2 separate regions of the Gossypium hirsutum genome follow, and region 2 is linked to region 1. Evidence: chromatin contacts called from public Hi-C data. All regions are on one chromosome and are shown on one strand. Each heading gives the region's core, a stretch centred on a gene start, on an enhancer-like site or on the middle of the called end of the contact. The rest is flanking DNA. Distances are from core to core; before and after follow the strand shown.

Evidence for each region. A called contact is a pair of places that touch in the nucleus more often than the background predicts.
Region 2: a Hi-C map of leaf shows a contact between it and region 1, with 2.1 times the contacts expected there. The contact joins the promoter of LOC107928158 here to the enhancer-like site in region 1. A contact is called at or near these places in 7 of 34 Hi-C or Micro-C datasets (anther, callus, leaf and 1 more).

Annotation. Positions count from the first base shown.
Region 1 is chrA12:7,771,035-7,774,757 of Gossypium_hirsutum_v2.1, forward strand. No RefSeq gene overlaps it. Among protein-coding and RNA genes, the nearest start is that of LOC107928097, 6.1 kb to the left of the region's middle. Within about 2 kb of position 1,382, at least 9 of the 9 cell types and tissues checked have an H3K27ac peak or open chromatin away from gene starts, as enhancers often do. A contact at or near this core is called in leaf, where this site is marked.
Region 2 is chrA12:7,819,136-7,823,028 of Gossypium_hirsutum_v2.1, forward strand. LOC107928158 (chaperone protein dnaJ 10) reads right to left here and starts at 2,539. Exons shown (of 10, transcript XM_041082613.1): 1 at 2,000-2,539; 2 at 1,520-1,632; 3 at 1,242-1,301; 4 at 975-1,057; 5 at 654-825; 6 at 435-564. The coding sequence starts at 1,606.

The DNA of each region.
Region 1 (3,723 bases), core at 132-2,631:
TAGTTCGACCACCTCTTTTTTCGCATGACGCTAGAATAGCATTGAAATCACCAATTGCCAACCACGGAGACCCATCCACCGGCACAGTATATTTAAGAGCCTCCCATAATTGCTTTCGCTTCTGACCATTAGGACTGCCGTTTACAAAAGTGACCAAAATCGGTTGCCGATAAAACTTCCCAGAGACTCTAAGAAAAATAAATTGGAGATGATTCCCCAAGATATCAATAGAAATGGAGTCCTTCCAACCAATCCAAATACCACCCAAGAAACCCACAGCCTCCACTCGATGTGAAAACTCAAAGCCGAGCTTAGCAATAATAGAATTAGCTTTGGGTCCACTTACCCTTATTTCTAAAAGACCAACCAAATCAAGCTTATGCTCCCTATTATACTCCAAGAAGATGCGAAGGAATTTCAAGCTGGCACAACCTTGATAATTTCAACAAAAAATAGTAAAATTCATAGATACCAAAATAAAAGAAATAACAGTATTACCGCCAACTTATGCAGGTGTGGATTCAGAACCACCAGACTGTCTTTCAGCACGCTCTCCAATAACATCTGATCCAGGCCCACCTTGTGAATTAACAATATTGACCATGGAGCTTATAGTATCTGATAATGGGATTCGAGAAATTTTTGCATTTTTTAATCTACCGCCTTTGTCTTTAAAAGAACGATTAAACGAAGCTCCCCCACGATTATTCCCAACTTTATTCTCCGAACCTCGTCCTCTGGAAACAGAAAAAGATTTATTAGAACCAATTAAAATATTTTTCTCATTACCTTTAGGCGCTTTATCCAAATTTTTATCTTTAATAATAACCGCCGAATGATGCTTCGGGTTTAAAAAATTAGCGTCCAGGTCGACCACCAATTCATTAGAACCTTCGAACATGGGGTTATTAAGAACCAAATTCTCCTTCCTAAATTCTGGGAGACCCGAATGCTCCTTTTCTATTTCTTGCTCAAAAACAACTTTAGAAGAAGTGTTATCCGCAAATTGATTTTTTTAAAAAATATTATGCCCATTAGGAAATGAACTATCCAAACCATTAAAAAATGACCCATTAGAATTTAAAGGAACGTTTAGCCTAGCCTGCTCCCTACTTGGCCCACTAATCGATCCATCTAGCAGCTCGTCAGCATGCGCCGCTCCCAACTTTAAATTTATAGACCCTGTAGGCGATACCAGAGAAGTAGAATTAGTAGAATTACAGAATTGGTCTTTGTCTTTTTGCGAAAAATCACCAAACCCCATAGGCCTTTTTCCCACTAACTTAGACCCACTATCCCCATTGCCCAGACCTGCTCCAGCAGCAGCCATACCACTCACCCTCGAGCCCAAAACAGGTCTGACCACATCCATAGAGCCCTCCTCAGCCCTGCGACCCACCTCCTCTAAATCACCCGAAGGCCTAACAACCCTATTCTCCTTAAGATTACCCCCTAGTTCAACGTGTCTTCTATCCTTCCCACTTCCAGAACCCCCAACAGCTTCATCAAGACCACCGCCTAAAATGTTTCTCTCAATTAAAGGCGTGAACCTAGATCCCAACGGATCTTTGCCTAATTTTGCAGTCTCGTTAGCCCTAAAATCACGTGATCCCCTTCGTGATTTCTTCTCAACTAACATCCATGGTCCGAAATCATTGTTCTTTCCTTCTCCGCCCTCATCGACCGTTCCACCAGAAGTCTTCACCGTTGGGGCCTCCATACTATCCAAAATCATCTTCGGCCTTTCCAAAGCCGCACCACTCCCGTCCACGAACACAACTCTTTGACGTGCCCATATCGTCCACAGCTGAAACAAACCGTCGGGAAGGATTTATATTCTACCCGTTGGATATCACCATCGACCAAAACCTTTGAGATAAGAGGTTCGTCAAGATTAACAAACACTGCCAATTGGGCAAACTTCCCCCTTGTGCTATTATCAGTTTGGAAATATAATTTGACAACTTTTCCGACTAAACCCCCAATTACTTCAATAATTAGCCTTTTGTACAGATAACCCGGAAGCCCCGGCAGACGGATCCAAGCCAGCACCACGCTGGGGTAAAGCTGCGCTGGGTTGAACTTTCTCGTCCCAGGCTGAACAATGAGGTATTGCTCGAAAATTATCCACGGCCCTTGAGTTAAAACTTTGTTATAATCCTCCATGTCCTGAAACTTAACAAAAAAATAACCATTGGTAATATCCATTAGATGAAAAGAATTCGCAGGTTTCCATAGGTTAAGTAAACGGTTATAAAGCACGTTATAACCAATGTTTCGCCCGAGTAGTTTAAAAATAACCGTTGATTCCATTTCTTTAAAGAGAATATCTTTGATGCATTCCGAAAAAGCAATTGCCGGAATCCCATTAACCATTGAGGTATTCATGTCACCATCCAGAATTTCTAAGTCGCCTTCATTTCTTCCAAGATTCCTTGCAGGATTCCCATCAGAGAAGGCCACTCTCTGCTCAAGAGTTTGTCTTTAAACGACATCTTCGGTTGTTGTTCAGAATCCACCACCATAATAGTTTCATCAACAACACCAGCTTCCTTAAAACGTACTTTTTTGGTATTCCGATCACCGACATCACAGAGATCACTAGCAGAACCGTTATCGCACATTTTTTCAATTAGAAAGTAAACAAAACAATGATTTTCCCATAGGATACTTCCCTTTCTCTTTTAATTACACATTCCTGCAATTTTTTTTCCAATTCTTTAACTAATCATTGAAAGCATCATTTTTAATTCTTCATTAATGTTTATATACATTGAAACTATTTCGAATGTAATATCTTCATTATAGTAGTTTAAATTAGAATGTTTTAGAAATTAATTCTCAAATTGATACAAAACATTAAAGGATACTAAATTATTTTTCATTAATGTTCTTTAGCGTATACCTATTCGACCAGTTTTTCGCTAAGGCTGGTCTTGAAAATGGAAACCCATACATTATAAAGTTACCCACTTTATATATGCTGCTTCAAGTTCTATTGAAGCAGCATATTTTAGATATGCGGCGGTGGCCATAGATGAAAGGAAACTGTTTTGAGAAGGAAGGGTATTCTTATTTAATGTACTAGAGATAAAATACGCTGAGGATGTTAATATATTGTTAGGTGTTAGTCCAAGGAGAGGAAATTTTTTTTTTTTACAAAATTAAATCAAATATATTATAAAATCTTGTAGAAGTAAGAAATTATAAGAAAATATATAAAGGAATATTTATAGAATCAAAACATAACTAAAAATATAAATTTAATATAAAAGTATTTTAGTAAATATATCGAGTTGGGCAAATTTCACCTAAGCCTAATCTTGACCTGACCATAAAAATCTTGTGTTTTAAAACCTACCTCAAATTTTTTAAAGCCTTTAACAAGTCGGGACAGATCAAAATTTGTTGGATTCAATTTTTAGTAGATTAAATAATTAATAATTTTGTTTATTGTTTTTAATATTTAAGATAAAAGGACATTAAGGTAAACTACATAATTGGTCATTTAACTTTCATAAGTTTTTATTTTAGGCATCAAAATAATAATAATAAATTGCAATAGGAGGACTACCGTTAACAACAACTTTCATTTTGGTTACCTGGCATTTATTTGGGATTAGAAAATATTATTATATACTCATTTTAGTCGCATATCTTTGTTAGTTTTCATTTTAGTCAATTGTTTCATTTTTTAGAATTAACTCTAAAAAATAAATTAAA
Region 2 (3,893 bases), core at 1,289-3,788, 49 kb after region 1:
GTACTTAAACCAAATCTAATAAATGTCGCAATCTGTTCTTCCTTTACTTTTTTGGTCCAAGTAATATATATCTAAATGTATAATTCTCAAGTTCTTAGGAATAGGTCAGCGACTACCATGGATGAAGCATTTTGGTAAAGAATGAGAAACTGAAAATGTTCCATAAAGCTACTAAATTCCTGAACTTGTAATCTTGTATGGCAGTAAGCTAAATAAATTATAAAAAAGTAACAGTACAGGAGAACTTATAACAGTTTTTTTTTACCATTGGTCATACACTATTGATTGTATTGATCGGATTTAACAGACCTAAAAATATTTGAATCAGCATCATGTAAAATTCACAAGGATTGGCCGATTCCACAGCAAATACCTCCAAAGAATAGAATAACCTTTCCAATATTATTAAATTAGGAGAATATAAAAAAGCTTACCAGCTTTTGAAAGTTGCCGTGCTTCTGAATTTGCCCAATTAATGAATTCATCAGTTTGACCTTCAACAAATGGCTCGAGGCGATTTTTCAGTAATGTGATGAGCTTTTCTTCCCTTTCTTTCTGAACTGTCTGCATGGTGAAAAAGGGAAAAAGAAAATAAGTAAAACTGAAAAGACAAACATTTAAAGGAGAAAAAAAACTTATAAATAAGGTTTCACTTTCATCTTTTCCTGAAGTTTCTGCATTCGAGCATCCTTATCAAGTGAATCATCATCAATTTCAGTTTCAACGGTTGCCAAAGAAGCCAGTGCTAGTTGGCCAACGTATTCTTCAAAGAATTCACTCCCAAAAAGCATCCCAAACACAGCTGAAGGATCCAACATGGAGTCCCTTTAACAAGAAAAAGTAAACTAATTAATAATTAAGAAGTTAATAAAGCATACCACTTGCTTGTAAACTTGATGAATGTCACTTTCTAGTAAATTTTTTTGTCCTAAAAACGAAAGTTTAAAAATCATACTCAAAAAAAGAGAACTTACGGTTGTACTCCTGCCTTTCCATGTTTGTCGTATGCTTCACGCTTTTCAGGATCACTTAGAACTTGATAAGCCTCACCAAGTGCCTAAGATAAGTACAAAATACATTATAGGAAATGAAGATGAAAAATAAGTTTTCGTGACCATGGCTTTCAATTTGAGCAGTTTGAGAAACATGAAAGGGCAAATTCAATAGAAATACTGCTTTAAAGTAGGTACAATAATAATAAGTTGGAAAATTTTCAAAAAATGTTAAATCAGGGAGCTTACCTGAAAATTTTCAGCAGCTTTTGGATCTCCAGGATTTTTATCAGGGTGAACGAGCCTTGCCTGAAAAATACCGCATACGAATCATATAATAATACATAACATATTTCATCACCCAAATCTCTTATTCTTGCTATAGTTTCAACACACATCCATTAAAGTACAAATCCAACCCTAATTCCCATAAAAGTACAGCAGCATCTCATATGTGTTTCTGGAACTGTACATATTTCAAATAGACCAAAAGTCTAAACAAGATGAAGATGAAATTAGAAGCTTACTTTGAGGTAATAAGCCTTCTTGATTTCAGCTGCGGATGCATCAACGTTGACACCCAGTACGTCATAATATGCAGTGTCTTTTACCATTGTTATTCTCTTGGAACAGCTTTTAGCTTTAGAATTAGGTAGCCGAATACAACTAATTAGCTTCATTATGAACAAAAAAGAAAGCAAGAAAAAGCTAATGACAAATTTCTCAAAATCAGAAAAGTTTATAGTTGTATAAACAAAATGGGTATCCACGAATTATGAAAAATAAAGGAATCTTTCAATGCTAAAACCAAGAAAAGGGAATATTGTTTTGAAATTTTGAATTCTAACTATGACCATGGATGACATAAGAATAAATTCAGATCTCTAAATTAAAGTAACAACAAATGATGGGAACTGAAGAATAAGCAAATTCCTGCTGAAAATAAGCATTGTAAACTCATATTTAACAAGAAAAAACAAAAGCAAAAAGAAGAAGATTCAACTTACATGTTAAGGAAAGTGAAGATGAACTGGCTAGGGAAACGAAAGATCGATATAAACTAAATGGAAATCAGTCACTCACCGACCCAAGAAAAGAAAATAACCTAAACACAAACTTAAGATATATATGCAGAAGATTAGGCGACGTGATGGGTCCATCAATGAGGCTTTGATTATTACACGTGTATGAACGCGTTGGCCAATAAAATATAAGCAACAACGTCTCATTTTGTCGGACGGAACCACATTGCTTGGTGTGCTAAGTAAATGTTTGTGAAAATGCCATATCGAAATGGACAGGGCAGCAACGTTGTACTTTCTCTCTTTTCATTTCTGGTGGAAAGAGAATCTTGAAAGGAAGCTTCCAAGAGCCAGCTCAACCAGCCATGCACGCGTACCTTGGCCGTGCCCATGTTAGAAACTCATCACAAGCTGGCTATGAACTTTAGAAAACTTCTCATCTAAGTTTTTTTTCTCGAAAGCAGGAACATTTCATAAATAAAAATTAAGTAATAGTTCGATACAAATGTTCCCCATAGTCATCAACCATCAAAAGAGGGGAAAGACCGATAGGAGGTGCATCATAAATACATAAAATATCATGCTCGAAAATAAAATCCGAGAATTGGTGGCTTGAAAATTACTCCCCATATGAGGGAACATCCTCACATCTATTGTCCTCTCTAAAAATGTGTTTCATCGTCTTTTGCTCCAACCTGGCTATAGCAGTTCTACAATTGGAAACAAGGGTAGACATCATTATGTTAGTGTTAAAGAGTTACTCTGCTGTTAAGATATCCTATTAGTTGTAATTTTTTATTCAAGCAGTTAAGCTGTTAGCAAGAAGCAGTTATTCATATGTTCTATAAATATTATAGTCATATTGTACAAAGGTAGATTAGAAGTCCAAATACAGAAATACTCTTTTCAATATTCAGTATAGTTTTCTTTCTATTCAGTTTTCAGTATAGTTTTATTCTTTTAATTTACAACAAATTCTTAATTCATCGTAGCTTTCAACATGGTATCAGTCGCCTAATGTACTGGAGACCTGTTTCCATGACCACCAACGCGGCTGCTGACTCTGCCTCCGTTGAGCATGGCTGTCCGGCCTTCATTGGTGCTCGGCTTGTCCAGACTTTCCCTCGTTATGAGACTGTCAAGCTCAATGATGGCACGTTCGTTCAATGGCAACAGCATGTTAGGTTGATTATCGTAAGATACGAGTTAACCGGATTTTTGGATGGCAAGTTACCTATTCCGTTGCGTTTTGTGCAGTCTCCGGAGGGCACTTTAGTTCCAAATCCGGATGCCTCCGCGTTTGTTCAACAAGACAGGTTACTTGCCTCTTAGTTGCTTTCTACCATTAATCCCTCCCTCTTATCTTCTTTTACAGAGGCTCGAACGACATGTGATGTGTGGAAAACAGCCACTCGACTCTTTGTTGCCACCATCGGTGTGAAGCTATCTCGCCTGTAATACCCCTACCCGTATTCATTGCCGGAATAGGGTACGAGGCATTACCGGAGTTTACGAATTAATTTTTTTTTATATTCAATATAGCCCTTTTATAAATATCTAACCTTCCCTGTAATATTAAATCGAGACCAATCCACATCAACCAAATCAATTCAACATATTTTCATGATAGATTCATGCATTTATATAAGATAACGTCATCACATATCTATAACCAGGTTTGTTAACCATACTAATGGCTAACTTTACATTCATTTCACGTTAACATTTACTTTGTTAGCTTATACATGCCTTTGATTTCCAAAATAAAGTTTCTTTATATACCGAAATCCTAAGGTTGACAGTGTGATGTGTCTCCGACCAAATCCGACCTCTGAGCTCTTAACACTACAAAACAGGGAAAAAGGAAACGGGGTAAGCA